Regions from separate parts of the Hordeum vulgare genome. Here region 1 is linked to region 2. Evidence: chromatin contacts called from public Hi-C data. All regions are on one chromosome and are shown on one strand. The core of a region is the stretch at or near the end of the contact, and the rest is flanking DNA. Distances in the headings are between cores, read along the strand shown.

Region 1 (7,623 bases), core at 2,470-4,969, 380 kb before region 2:
CTCAACCAACATATGTTTACTCTTCCCAGGCACAAGGAAAGCTTCTCCAACAATTTGATGATAGTACAAACAGAAAGTGAAGTCATAAGGCACACATCTTTAACAAATCAAAAACTTAGGAAACCAGGGTTCTCCGCTGCTGCCCCCCATCTTCTTAACATATTTTAGGTTTAAATACACAAACGGTGATGCTGCAGAAAATTATCTAGCACAAACAGAAACCTGTGGGAAAACATCTTCAATCATGCATGCACACAAATCACACGCAGAAAAGATGCATGGATCAAACAATGCGAGCAACCAATGCAACTTTTATTGCTCAATCAAGCATCTGTTTCACCTTCCACAAGGAAATTTGATGATACAACAGAAACTGAAGTTCATAAGACACAAAGCATAAAATCAACTGCTGTGATCTGTTAAATTGCTTGCCACCTGGAGTACAAGAGAGCATATAGCCATACACTAGGAAAGGAAGATCAGGGTTCTCATTTTGTTGTGCATTATCGCAGCTACGCAGCATGTCTGCAACTACACCTAAATCCTGTGCATCTCTAATCATCTAAACATTACAAGACACTACTCTGCGTCCCTACTTAGTGCTACCATAAAACTTTTGCCCCCTGTCCAAACCATCGTGTAATGAACCAAATCCGCCGGGGCGATATTTCTGTTGGTTGCGTGTGTTAAGCACAATTACCTTCTTCATCTGCACTCTGAAATGAAGTGAAGAAAAGCAGCTAAAATTTGGAGTAATCATGGTCAGCAGCTACCCATGTCGACATGGCGTAGAGTACCCGCCCCTTCCACCCCTGCAGCAACCAACGGTTATCCACGTCGATGAGAAAGTCTTTGTGGTAGAGGGTCTTAACCTTATCCCTCACAAGCTTAACAACAGCCGGGCTCAATGGAACCTGCCTCAGCCCAGCCCGGTGACCCCGCACCTGCCATTGCTTATAAGTTTCAGGCCGATCGACTCGATCTGCACCCTCGCAGGCAATGACATTCAGGGCACACGGACCGAAGATATCCCGCTCGATGAGCAGCCGGTCGTCATTGTCACGGGGGATGGTCGCATCCAGCATGTCGAATTGCGCCGAATAGGAGAAGAGTGCCTCCCGGAATCGTGTCACAAAGAAAGGCGCGCCATAGGTTCCATTGACAACGCAGTCAATGAACACATCAGGCCGCATCTTGCGGATGTTGCTAAGGACCATGTCTCTGGGGCTCGGGATGTCCTGCCTGTCCATGATAACACTTTCGTCCATCAGGTTGCTGAAACCAGACTGGCTGGTGACGATGAGCACCTCATCTGGGTCGATATTTAGGTCCTCCGCATGGACTGTCTCAAACTTTGCAGGTATACCGTGGTACTTGAATGGCACGCCAAACTCTCGGGCACATTTGCTGAGCCGACGGCCTGTCTCCTCAATCTGGAAGGCTGGGCGGAAGCCAGGCTGAGGGAGGTCAATGCCAGTGATCCTCACGTCCGGCGGACCGCCTTCCCTTTCTGCTAGCATCTGTAGCAAACCTGGCCACTGGAATCCATATTGCACATTGTAATCCACGATGTGCAAGCGGCTCTTCCCCACCATGGCATCCATGATGATCTTGCCAACAAAAATAAAGTTCACCTTCCTGAAACTGCTGGCTGCCATGTACAGCTTGTATGCCCTGAGAAACTCCCCGACCGAGGTGCTCTTGGCCATGAGCGACTGGTACACATGGCTGCCCGTGCCTGCGAGGCGCGCTTCCAGTCCCTCGGCGAAACAATACGCCAACCTCTGGGTGGCATCCCCCTTTGCCGACGAGTGCTGCTTAATCTGCTTGAGTAGCTCATTCGATCCCCGGCGGTCGCCCGTGGCCACCGCCTGCGCACAGTGGATGAGCATGGTGCGCAGGTCGACGACCTCGCTTGCACCCCGCCTCCCCCGCGCTGCCTTGCTGGCGCCCTTCCTGTGGTTCTTCTCGGCCTCGGTGTCCATTGCTATGTGCAGATCCTCTATCCCCTTCATGATGATCTCGTGGCCGTGAAGCATTATTTCCTCCACCATCTCGCCTACCCCTGTATCCTCCTGTTCCGGCATCATCAGCTTGCTTCTCCTGCCAACCTCCGCCTCCAAGTCTTCCGCCCCATGCCTGTTCTTGCGCCCCCGGCCATTACTGAACATCGACATTCTGAGTCTATCCACCTCCTCCTTCTTCAATTGGTCACCGGTCAAGTCGCGCAGTACCGGCTTGTTGGAAATGGCGTCGAGGGTGTTGGTGGTGGGCAAGAACTTGTTGGCCTCCTCCATGCCCTTGCGAAACGCCATGTTGAGCATGTCCACGTCACCGTCGGTCTGGCCATTGAAGAAGGCCGAGGCCGGGGTGCATGGGCCACCTCGGCAAGAGCCGCCATTGTTCGATAAGGTCTTGGCGTCCTTGGCCGCGCTACTATTCGACAAAGCCGCAAAGCTCTGCATGCCCGTGCTGCGGCCGTTCTGGCCGGCGGGGGCCAAGAAATAGTCGTTGTTGCCCTTGGAGAGCGCCGGGGTATGCCCGAAATATCCCGCGGTAGGCGTGCCGACGCCGGAAAAGAAGAGGTTGTTGGCATTGTATGGCGGGGAGTGGAGGGGCTGGGACAGATAGATTCGGTCGTAAGGCCAGGTGGGATTGGCGGGGGCGAGGCCGCCGGGTGAGGAGGAACAGGAGGTGGAGTGGGCGGTGTTGGTGGTGGAGTGGAAGGAGCAGGTCGATTTGCCGGTGTTTGTGGCTGAGTCGGAGCAGGAGGAGGCCGATCTGCCGGTGGCAGAGTCGGAGGAGAAGGTGGAGCTGGCGACGGTGGTGTTGGCGGAGTCGTCGGTGGATGGGGCGGTGTTGGAGCCGGAGATGACCTGGGCCAGCCGGTGCTGCGCGGAGAGGATGGCGGGGTGGTCGGGATACTGGTAGAAGAATTTGTCGTCCATGTCCTCCTCCATGAGCATGCGTGAGATGAAGTCGAGGTCGAGGTCGTCGGAGGCAGGGGCGGCGCGTGGGGGAGACGGCGTTGGCGGCAGGTCGAGGAAGAGCGACGGGGAGAAGGGCTCCGCGTCGGCGAGGAAGTCCCCCGCCCGCAGGAACTCGTCCGGCGTGGCGGCCATGGCCTAGGCCCAGGTGGTTGCCGTGTATGACGGCTTAGCTAGCAATAGCAACAGTGACTAGTGGTGTTTTGTGGAGGGGGTCATGGATGGGAGATGAGCTGGGCTACAAAAATGGTCTGAGCTTGGGGTCCAACCAAGCAAGCACCGCCGGGACGAGGAGAGCTCCGGCGCGCGGCGGAAGGCCCGGGAAGGTTCCGCGGGAAGGAGGCTGAGATGCAGATGCAGATGCGGCTGCGGCTGCGGCGCGCGGCGACGACAGGAGGAAGGAAAGGGCCGAGGAGGACGCTCGCTGGTAGAAAGTCGTAGTGGCCCCGGTAGTGTTGGCGTCAAAGCCGCACGGGCACGTCGTTTGCTTTCCTTTGGGCCGTTGGATCATCGACGAGCCCGCAAGGCTCAACTGGTCAACATCCATCAGATCAGGGGAACGCACACTGTGCAATTATGTGGGATCCTACACCCATTGTTGTCAACTGGGTATCTGTCGTTGCGCCATGTTAGCGACGGAGACATCGAGCAGAGGGGACATGGTCGGAACGAGTACCATCAATAACAGCAACTCCAACCGACTGACTCAAACGGATGGTTATTTTATCCGTTATTTATTTGTTTGGATCGATCCAGCGAACGTCAACGTCCGCTTCGGCATTTGATCGGTGCATGCGCCCAACGCTAATTCGATTCATTTTTATGAATATGTAAAATAATATAAAGCAGTTTTGAAAATAATAAATAAACATAATTAAACATTAAAAGTTGGCAAGAGTCCACGCGTCCCCATTACATTAATTAAAAGTCGGGCAAAAGTCCAGGGAAACGCTGTGTTCCAGAGCGCAGCTGCCTCCACGTGTGTCGTCTGTCCCGCCAACGCGGGTTGTGCTGGTGGCGGTGGCAGCGCAACACGGGGGCGCTCCTCCTCCTCCATCTCCCGTCGTTCCTCCTCCGCCTCCTTCTCCAGCTCCATCTGCCGACGACCTTCGGCGCGCTCCGTCCGCAGGTGCTCCGACTTCTAGTGCAGGAGGTAGGCTTCCTCCTGCTCCGATATCGCACCCAGCCAGATGGGCGTCGCACTGACCCACTTGCTGATGCAGCCAGTCTACTGGTAGACCTCCCGCGGCTCCGTGGGCTCGGTCTTCGGTGAAGGTGGCACGACGCAGTTGCTGGCGGCCGACAACGCGATGGCCTCCACGAGTCGCTGTTGGTACGCCGCCTTCTCTTCGTCGGCCTTGCGCCGCTCTTCCTCCTCGCTCTCGCGGAGAACAGCTGCCAGCGCCGCCTGGTAGGCGGCCTTAGCCTCCTGGTCCTCCTCGCTGACAACGGGCGGGGGCGGCGGAGGGCCTCATGGCTGCACATCGCGCACGCCACATTAGCACTACTCCTCGTGCTCGACCGCGAATCAGAGCTCCTAGTGGGGGGAGTCGGCCGCCTAGGCAGGGTTGAGTCGCTGCTCCGGCGTCAGCAGACGCCGACGGCAACTCACCTCCTCCGCATGCAACCACGCCAACCGCGGCACGGCCGGCACCGGGATCCTCTCCGGATCCAGATGCCAGTGATGCGGGAGGGTGGCATTGGGGTAAGGCCAGTGGCACGCGGTGCTCCCAGTGCTATCGTGCTTGGTGCACCGGGACGCTGACACACTCGTGAGGCCGGAGGGAAGACGCCGGCGGGGAGATGGCGCGGGGGTAGAGGGGGCCTTGCCCTTGTTTTGGAAGGAGACGACCATGGCACATGGCTAGGGTTTAGTCGCTGACGGGGTGGCGAGATGGGGACGTGTGTGTTCTCGAAGCAGATGAGGCAGAACCCACCGTGGGGGGGCGGATTAAAAAAGGTCGACCGAGGCCGCTGACGTGTGGGACCGAGGAGGACGGCCGTCATAAATTATGTTGACCGTGGGTGGTTGGGGCGGACACCGAGACGGCGCACGCGCATCCGCTTCGCGTCCGCGCCGATGCATTTCAGTCCCAAATTTGGGCCGGAAATGGGTCGAAGCAGACGCGTTTTGACAATGGGTCGACGCGTTGGGCCGTCCGTTTTGTCCGTGCGGCCCCAAACGGACGGCGGCAAACAAAATGAATCGCCCCACTGGAGTTTGTCTAAAAGCGTATACCAGGGGTCTTAAACCATCTCAAAAGACGGCTGGATTGATGGAAAATGTGATTCAATCGAACGTCTTCAAACGTTGGGACTCACACACACCTTTCATCGAGATACTTGAAAATACTCCTACTTTGCAATAAATACAATCAACGAGAGCGTATACCTGCGCCTCAAACCGTCTCAAAAGGCGGGCAGACTGATAATTTTTTTGCGGGCGTCTTCAAATGCTCAGACTAACACACACCTTTCATATCCGGTTTAAACGTAGGGTGGATATGAATCGTCCACGACGCGTTCGAGGCGTACGTCATGTGTGTCCCGTCCACCTCTGCCCACATCGATCCTACAAAACCCCATCCAAAACCAAACCCTAGCCTTACTTCTGCTTTGCTCCCCTTTGCTCCAATCGGCCAACTCACGAGCGTCGACGACCATGTCTAGTACCGACAACCACTGTGAGGCCTCTGACGATGACAATTGGGACGTCTTCCTTCGTGATGGTGTCGGAGACGAGGACGAGTTGGCCCTCCACATCACGTGGGAGGGCTCGCAGGTGGACACAGGTGACAACTTCGGTTCAGGTGTGATGCCGCTAGTCGCCGGCGAAGGCAACGCCGACGCTGGCACCGACCATTGTTGCCCCGTGCGTGAATCTATGAGGTCAGCTCAATCGGCGATGCCACGTTCGTCGGTCTCCTCCACCTTCAGTTGCTGCTCCACGCGGATAGTGGTGGGTTCTAGTGCCCGCCCCACCGGCGACCCAAATGTGCACTCTAGAATTGGAGGCACGCGTCGACCTCCGCGAGAGGTAGAGGGCAAGGAAGATCGGGGGCACATCGGACGCGACTCCGTAGTTCTCCTGCCATTGCTATGTGATGCCGACGGTTCCCAACAAGCATTGATCTTCTCCTCTAGTGGGTGTAGCGCTGGTCACTTACGATGGTGGGGATGGAAACCCGACGGCTCCGAAGGATCAATGCCAAGACGATGTGTCTCGACATTGAGCAGTTCGAGCAAGAGGTGGCGGTGGCAACAGTGGAGGCGGCGAGGATGGCGAGGATGAAGTGGAAGGAGGACCACGTCGTCCGGCACTTGAAGGGATACATTGTCATCTCCTCTTCCTATTCCTCCTCCCACGATGACAACGACGGCTCCGACAATGACCTACCACATGCCGCGGACGCCTACACTAGTGCCGGTGACTAGAAGGGCAAAGGACCAACGAGGAAGTGGTGAAGCTCGACCATCTCTCCGTCTATATAATCTAGCTCCTACTCCCTCCATTCCATAATGTAGTGCGTCGATGCTTTTGAATATTTAAGTTTCATGATAAATTTAATCAATGTGGGCAAATGCGATGGGAGAAAAAATTATACCACTCGAAACCTCTTTCCAATATGAATTTAGGCCTTGTTTGGATTATCGTTTTTGTCTCGAACACTTTTGTAAAAAATACAGGTCTCGGCTCGTTGTATTATTTCCAGCTGGAAATCTCTTCATGACCGGTAAGATACACGTGTAAAATAAATACATCCGTATTAGAATACACTGCATACAAGCGCGACTTTAATGGTATAATCTTTTGCTCCCCTCGCAATCGCTCACGTTGGTTAAATTTATGGTCAAACCTAAATCTCAAAAAGAGTGAGTGCACTACATGACGGAGTGGAGGGAGTATTATCTAGTTAGAATTCCCCGAATGGTTAAAGTGTGTGAATTATGCCCGTTTGGTCATCTTTTGGTGATGTTTAATACGAATTATGACCATTTGCAATCGGTTATATATCTGGTGCTTGTCCATTTTGGTCGTTTGATGATCTATGTAGTATGTTGAATGATCTCGTATGAATATAGGGGGCGGATACGAGATATGCGGCTGCGGGCGCGCTGGTTTGGGGGCTCCCCGGTCACTATCGGCGGACACGCTTGGGTGCGCCCACGTGCATAGGGTGTTGGATTTGGCAAGGCCGGTTGTATATGCCATAAGACTATGAGAGGCAACATCCATCCGTCTATCTAATCTATCTGCTAAGATCATATAAAACACATGATATATAAAGGCATCTCCAACGTTGAGCCATAAAACATCCGTAAATGTCTGGGTCAGCGTGTTCAGATTTTTTTGTGTCATTCAACATGGAGATGCAAATGTCCAGAGAGGTGTCCAAGTGTGTGAGTCCAAACCATCCCCACATAGGACTCCCACAACCCTGACCCAGCCAAAGTCTGCGTACACTAGTAGAGAACCCCTTATAGGAATAGTTAGTCAGGGACGCGGTCATAATTTGGGACGCAAATGGTATTTTCGCAAAACACTAGCGGCATTGAAAAAATCCACGTCAACTAATGAACAATATGTTCATTGTGATCTTTCATGTCTCTATCTATAGTTGTTGTTACAATATGT
Region 2 (7,222 bases), core at 3,368-5,867:
AATACGATAACTATTTCAAGTGCAAAGAGGATGCCTTTGAAAAGATTGGCTTCTCATCTGATCAGAAATGCACTGCAGCCATGCGAATGCTTGCATACGAAGTGCCCACTAATCTCGTTGATGAGCACGTCCGTATGAGGGAGTCTATATGCCTAGAGTCCATGTACAAGTTATGTAGGGCTGTGATTGCTGTGTTTGGCCCTGCGTACTTGAGAGAGCCCACCTCAAGATACAACCCACTTGTTGGTGAGGAATGCCAGCAGGGGCTTCCCAGGGATGCTTGGCAGCATAGACTGCATGCACCAGGAGTGGAAGAACTGCCCTACCGCTTCACAAGGGCAGTATAAGGGCCACGTCAGGGCTTGCACTATCATACTTGAGGTTGTGGCCTCACAATATGTCTGGATCTGGCACTCTTTCTTCAGCATGGCCGAATCACATAATGATGTCAACGTGGTTCAACGCTTGCCGGTGTTTGCAAGGCTTGCGGAAGGCAACAACCCACCGGTGAATGTTACCATCAACAGCCACAACTACGACTAAGGATACTATGTAGGTGACGATACATATCCTAGGTGGACCACTATCGTGAAGACAATCCTCGACCCTGTCGGAGAGAAGAGGAAGATTTGCCCAAGAGCAAGAGAGTGCTAAAAAGGACGCAGAGCGTGCCTTTGGTGTTTTGCAATCTCAATGGGGCATCGTTCAGTACCCTGCTAGGACTTGGAGCACCAAGAAGCCATGGGAGGTGATGACAGCTTGTGTGATTATGCACAACATGGTCGTAGGAGATGAGCGTCCGAAATGTACCTACATCAAGGGTTTCAGTTTGATGGTGAGAATGTTGTGCCTGAGCATGAAGGAGCGGCAACGTTTGAACAGTTCGTCCAATTTCATTATAAAATGCGTGATTGAGAAACTCACATGCAACTACAAAATGATTTGGTTGAACATATGTGGGCTCATGTTGACAACCAATAGTTGTATCTTTTTTTATATGTATTTGAGACAATTTAATTTTTATTCGATTTGTAAAACTATACTTATTTATTTTAAAACTATGCTTTATTTGTTGGAAATATGCCCTAGAGGCAATAATAAAGTGGTTATTATTATACTTCCTTGTTCATGATAATTGTCTATTGTTCATGCTACAAGTGTATTAACCGGAAACCGTAATACATGTGTGAATACATAGACCATACCAAGTCCCTAGTAAGCCTCTAGTTCACTAGCTCGTTGATCAATAGATGGTTATAGTTCCTAATCATGGACATTGTATGGCATTGATAACGGGGTCACATCATTAAGAGAATGATGTGATGGACAAGACCCAATCCTAAGCATATCACAAGATCGTGTAGTTCGTCAGCTAAAGCTTTTCTAATGTCAAGTATCATTTTCTTAGACCATGAGATTGTGCAACTCCCGGACACCGTAGGAATTCTTTGGGTGTATCAAACGTCACAACGTAACTGGGTGATTATAAAGGTGCACTACAGGTATCTCCGAAAGTGTCTGTTGGGTTGGCACGAATCGAGACTGGGATTTGTCACTCCGTATGACGAAGAGGTATCTCTGGGCCCACTAGGTAATACATCATCCTATTGAGCTCAATGTGACTAAGGAGTTAGTCACGGGATCATGTGTTACGAAACGAGAAAATAGACTTGCTGGTAACGAGATTGAACAAGTTATGGGGATACCGACGATCGAATCTCGGGCAAGTTATATACCGATAGACAAAGGGAATTGCATACGGGGTTGATTGAATCCCCGACATCGTGGTTCATCCGATGAGATCATCGTGGAACATGTGGGAGCCAACATGGATATCCAGATCTCGCTATCGGTTATTGACCGAAGAGGTGTCTCGGTCATGTCTGCATGGTTCCCGAACCCATAGGGTCTACACACTTAAGGTTCGATGATGCTAGAGTTGTAATGAGAATAGTATGTGGTTACCGAAAGTTGTTTGGAGTTCCAGATGAGATCCCAAACATCACGAGGAGCTCCGGAACGGTCCGGAGGTAAAGATTCATATATAGGAAGTGCATATTTGATCACCGAAAATATTTCGAGGATCATCGGTATTGTACCGTGACCACCGGAAGGGTTCCGGGGGTCCACCGAGAGGGGCCACCAGCCCCGAAGGGCCACGTGGGCCAAAAGTGGAAGGGAACCAACCCCTAGATGGGCTAGTGCGCCACCCACCAAGGCCCAAGGCGCCTAGGGATGGGAACCCTAGGGCGTGGAGGTGGCCCCCCTCCAACTTGGGAGGCAAGCCACCTCCCACCTGGCCGCCGCCCCTCCCATCTAGGGTGACCGCCTCCCCTCCTAGGGTTTCCTCGGGTGGCCGGCCAGCCCTCCCCCTCCTCCTATATATACCCAAGGGTTTTGGGGCTGCAACACACAAGTTTTCCATCCACCTCGGCGCAGCCCTGCCCTCTCTCTTACTCCTCCTTCGCGGTGCTTGGCGAAGCCCTGCCGGAGAACCACATAGCTCTACCCCCACCACGCCGTCGTGCTGCCGGAGCTCTCCATCAACTTCCTTTCTCCCCTTGCCGGTTCAAGGTAGAGGAGATGTCACCGGGATGCACGTGTGTTGAGCGCAGAGGCGTCGTTGTTCGGCGCTTTGGATCCCATCTACCGCGATCTGAATCGCTGCGAGTACGACTCCATCACCCGCGTTCATAGTAACGCTTCCGCTTAGCGTTCTTCAAAGGTATGAAGATGCTCTACCTCTCTCGTTGTTGGTTTCTCTTAGATTGATCTTGGTGTTCCGTAGGATTTTTTTTGAATTTCTCCCTCGAGCTCCAACATTATTTGATTATAAAACTATGCTACTTTTTATATGTCTACTTGTCAAATAATGCAAAACATGTGCATATTTACTGAAAAGGGGCGGCCAGCCGGCCACATCCGCAAATATGGATCGCAGGTGTTGGACGCAGTGCCAACCCAAATGTTAAACAGAGCGAATGCAAAGCGCTCGGCTGGCCTAAACGGACGAGACCGTCGTCCGTTTGGGTCGGCGCGTTGGAGTTGCTCTTATGCGGCGATGCTTTTTTTTTTAAAACCGTGCGAGCCCCTTTTCATTACCGAACATAACGAAAATACAAAGTTACAAAGTTCGGACAAACAAAGGAAAACAAGAAAGGGGAGCAAGTTCAAAGCATTACTGGAAAACCCACAATAGACAATCGTCATCGAGCAGCCTATCGCCGGACGAAAACCCAGGAACATCATAAAACGCATCAGCTAGCCTAACAAAACCAAGAAAAGGAGGCAAGTCTAAATCATCCCAGGATACAATCAGACCCTCCAACGAGTCGACCAGTCACTCACGCAAGGGCCAAAACCATAGAGATCTAAGAGCATCTCCAACAGGCGCGCTATACAAGCGTCGCGCCGTAAAAAAGGCAGTTTTAGCACGCGCGCAACGCGACGGGCAGCTCCAGCGGGCGCGCAAAAACGGCGCGCGCGCCATTTCCAGTTCAGCGCGCTGGCCGAAACGCAATCCCGCGCCCCCTATTTGCTGCGCCGGCTCCCGCGCGCGCGACTCTCCCGCGCTCGCTCCTGCTCTCTCCCGCGCTCGCTCCTCCACTCTCGCGCCGCCCCCATCCGACCGCGCCGCCGTCGCCGCCCGCGCCCGCCGGCGACCACTCAAGCGCTTCCCCGGCCTGTCTCCGCTGCGGCCGCCGCCCGCTCCCCCCGGCGACCGTTCAGGCGCTTCCCCGGCCTCCCCGCGCCGCCGCGCTTCCACCCCACCCCCTCCTAGTCCGGCCGGCCCTCGCGCCTCCGGCGTCTGAGGAACAGCGCCGCGCTTTCTTGAAATAATTTTGTTTGTTTGATCGTTTTTCTCCTATTTTTTGAAATGTATATGTGGTTTGTGCGTGCTGCGCGCGCTGCATTTTTGGGCACTGCTGGAGCGGCGCGCGCGCTACATTATAGCGCGGCTGTTGGAGCCAGCGCCTATCCCCGCGCTAAACCAGCCGAAGCGCGCGCGGTAAATACATTTTTTGGGCGCGGCGCGAAGCGCGGCTGTTGGAGATGCTCTAAGGCATTACTAGCACCTTTCATCTTCAATTGTTACTCTTGGGGGCAGCACAGATCCGTACCATGCTAGACGCATTGCTCTTTAGAATCTTTGCTCCACGCTTCAATTGCTCTTCATCGTCACCCGATTAGCTTCATTCAACAAACCTGTTCAATAAGTAAGAAAACTACAAGTAGCGTAAACCACATTAAAAAGGGATTTCAGCTTCTTGTTCTTAAAAATAGCACGATTATGACAATTTCAGATCGCCCAACAAACTGCTGCCACTCCCAGCGGCGATGCTTATTGTGTTGGATTAGAGAAAGAAAACCGCTTTCCAGCCGTGCAGATGGTCCACTTTTACCCAAGTAAGTAAGGAGCTGCTTTCCGGTTGCAGCAGATGAGACGCTACAATGTTGGCTCCTTCAATCCATTTGGCAGCCGGAGTTGGCCAACCATCCCACCGTCCACAACGACTCTCCTTCAATCCGTTGCAGGAATTTCACTTATCCTTTTACTTTATTCATTTATCCATCCTTTTCTTCCTTGGCTACGCAACCCGACGCAGCTCAAGCAATCTCTCTCTCTCTCTCTCTCTCAAGTTACCAGTTCTCCCTGTGTGAGAGAGAGACCTTGACAGTTGTAGTCGCAAGCAAGGCAAACAGAGTCAAGGAAAGCAGACGAACACAACGCGGCTTCCCTACCCTTCCCCTCCCTTCGCTGCCGCCGAAAGGAAGCGTCCTCTTGTGCTGCCAGCACCAACACAAGCCAGCCCAGAACTCTCCCTGCCCCCGTCCCCCACCTCCTCACGCTTCGCCGCCTTCCCTCGCTTCCTCCGCCAGCCTCCTCCACACCTGGATCCCTCGTCCTCCTCCTACGCCACGATGAAGCCCGCCGGCGCCGGTCCCGACCCCGGCACTGGCGCCGTCGAGGTCCGCGTCGAGCGCCCGCAGCGCCCGCCCGTGCACCCGAACCCGGCACGCCTCAGGGCGCGCCCCTACTACCGCCGCTGGACGCCCTGGCTCGTCCCCGCCGCCTCAATCGCCTGCGTCGCCGTCTTCCTTGTCACCATGTTCGTTAACGACTGCCCCAACCGCAGCTCCGGCAACTGCTCCGCGGGGTTCCTCGGCCGATTCGCCTTCCAGCCGCTCAAGGAGAACCCGCTCCTCGGCCCATCCTCCACCACGTACGCAGGCTGCTGCCCTCCTCCGTCTCTTCTTCCTCCACCCTTTCTTTGCTTCCTCGCCTCGCTGTGCATTTCCTTGCTTAGAGGAAGACAGTGAGTCTAGCTGAACATTGACAAGACTTAATTTCCCCTTTCCCTTTGTTACTGACCAGTACAATTGCAAACAGCAGCACCAACTCGATTTACTCAAAGATGATGCTGTATTAGCATTGTTTTTCTTATCTTTCTCTCCTCATGCCTTAGTAATTCCTTATTTGGGTCGTATAGACAGTGGGGGATAACATCTCTCCTTTTTAGCGTCTCAAACATGACATTTTATTCCTTTAGACCTCGTGTGTTTACACTCAAGCTATTGAGATTGATCCTCAATTAGGTTGGTGCACAGGTTCATTCTCAGGTTGCTTACTTCTGCAATAGGGAGACCAGCAGCCACCTCCCCTGCATTCTATTTTGCAATTGGAATTGGAAGAACTAGTGATGCTTCCGTTTGAGACATACTGATTTTTTTTCTGGGTTTGTGGATGAGGGAATTTTGTGAGCTAGCAATCTACAAGTCTTTGAGAGGAAACTTGTATGAGGTACACAAACATTCAGAGTTTCAGACCATCTAAAAAATCGGTCTTGATCCCCTAGGTGTGAGCTCTGCAGGCTGATCTTCCAATGGATCTAATCAAGTTTACGATTCTGGTTTTTTTTTTCTTCATCAAATAAAACTAAAGCCTTCTTACTGAGTTGGTAATTAAGTTGGGGTTACAAAGGTATTCTGGAACTGATCATTAAGTCTCTTTCCATTAGGGGACAGGTGTTATACTTGTAAATTCTAGTTTCTCTAATGAATGGGCAGAGCTCCTGCCATCCATTTCAAAGAAGAAACTAACAGCTGAAATATTAAATGTAGACGTAAGCAATTTGCTTGCCAAGTCAGGTGTAGGACATCTTTAGACTTGGTATTGGCTTATGTAGCTTTGCTAACTTTAGTTGATTTAGGCTATACTCTGCTCATGATTGGTGTTGGTGATGACTTGAGAAGAAAAAAAATCAGATTATCTTGTCAACCGTCTAGGTGTTGAAGGTTCTGCACAATTTGACTTCAACAATTTTACCGCATATTTGGACTTTTATGGTGTTGTCCGCAATTCGACTTTTATGTTATTTTGGAAGTGCAAATTCAGTGAACAGCAGTAGTTGCGTGCTGTGTTTACAACTAATGTAGTGTCAAAAAGCTCTTATATTATGGGATGGAGGGAGTATATGTATTCGTCGGTGTTGAGTAGAAGTATAACTACTTTGCTCAGATATTTTCAGAAACTTCGTCCTTGCTCTGCTTTTTTTTTTTTTTTTGCGTGAACTGGGAACTTTTTTTGGTTAACTTCTGGTCATTTTACTGATGTTTACTAAGAGCTACAGTGAATTTAATCTTTCATAGTGTGTTGCGTCACTTCATTTGAAATGAAGGACATGGAAAGAAATGGCGGCAAACAAGATAAGATATTTCTTATGGATATTTGAATTTCAGGACTAAGAAAGCATTTTCCATTCCAGGCTGCTGAAGATGGGAGCTCTAGATGTATCTAAAGTTGTCCAAGGTCGCCAGGGATGGCGTCTGATTACATGTATCTGGCTCCATGCTGGGGTTGTCCATTTACTCATCAATGTGCTTTGCCTTCTATTTATTGGTATTCGACTTGAACAAGAATTTGGATTTGGTAAGTGAAAGCATTGCTTGCATTTTTCACATGAGCCTTCTTGATTTCAACAAGAAGGAATAGATAGAAGTTATATCCTGTCAATCGTTTTCCCATGGCCTTGGTTCTGTTAATAACTAACAAGCTTCTTCGGACAAATTTCTTGTAATGAAATATTGCTTCATGAAGCCAATTCTAGTAGTCTACAGACATTTCACAAGTAATATCATATGTTATGTATCTTCGATAGTGGAACCAAAAATATCAGAATTTTGTAACCACACAGAGAAGCTACTTAGACTGAACCAAGAG

What was found. A called contact is a pair of places that touch in the nucleus more often than the background predicts.
Region 1: a Hi-C map of seedling shows a contact between it and region 2, with 4 times the contacts expected there. The contact joins the promoter of LOC123448273 here to the promoter of LOC123448272 in region 2. A contact is called at or near these places in 4 of 6 Hi-C or Micro-C datasets (leaf and seedling) and 1 of 1 datasets of contacts at active chromatin or transcription factors (embryo).

Annotation. Positions count from the first base shown.
Region 1 is chr4H:160,220,121-160,227,743 of MorexV3_pseudomolecules_assembly, reverse strand. LOC123448273 (scarecrow-like protein 34) reads right to left here and starts at 3,719. Exons shown (of 1, transcript XM_045125123.1): 1 at 292-3,719. The coding sequence starts at 3,122. The coding sequence ends at 741.
Region 2 is chr4H:159,845,021-159,852,242 of MorexV3_pseudomolecules_assembly, reverse strand. It overlaps LOC123448272 (RHOMBOID-like protein 2), which reads left to right and starts at 4,617. Exons shown (of 6, transcript XM_045125122.1): 1 at 4,617-5,225; 2 at 6,768-6,931. The coding sequence starts at 4,924.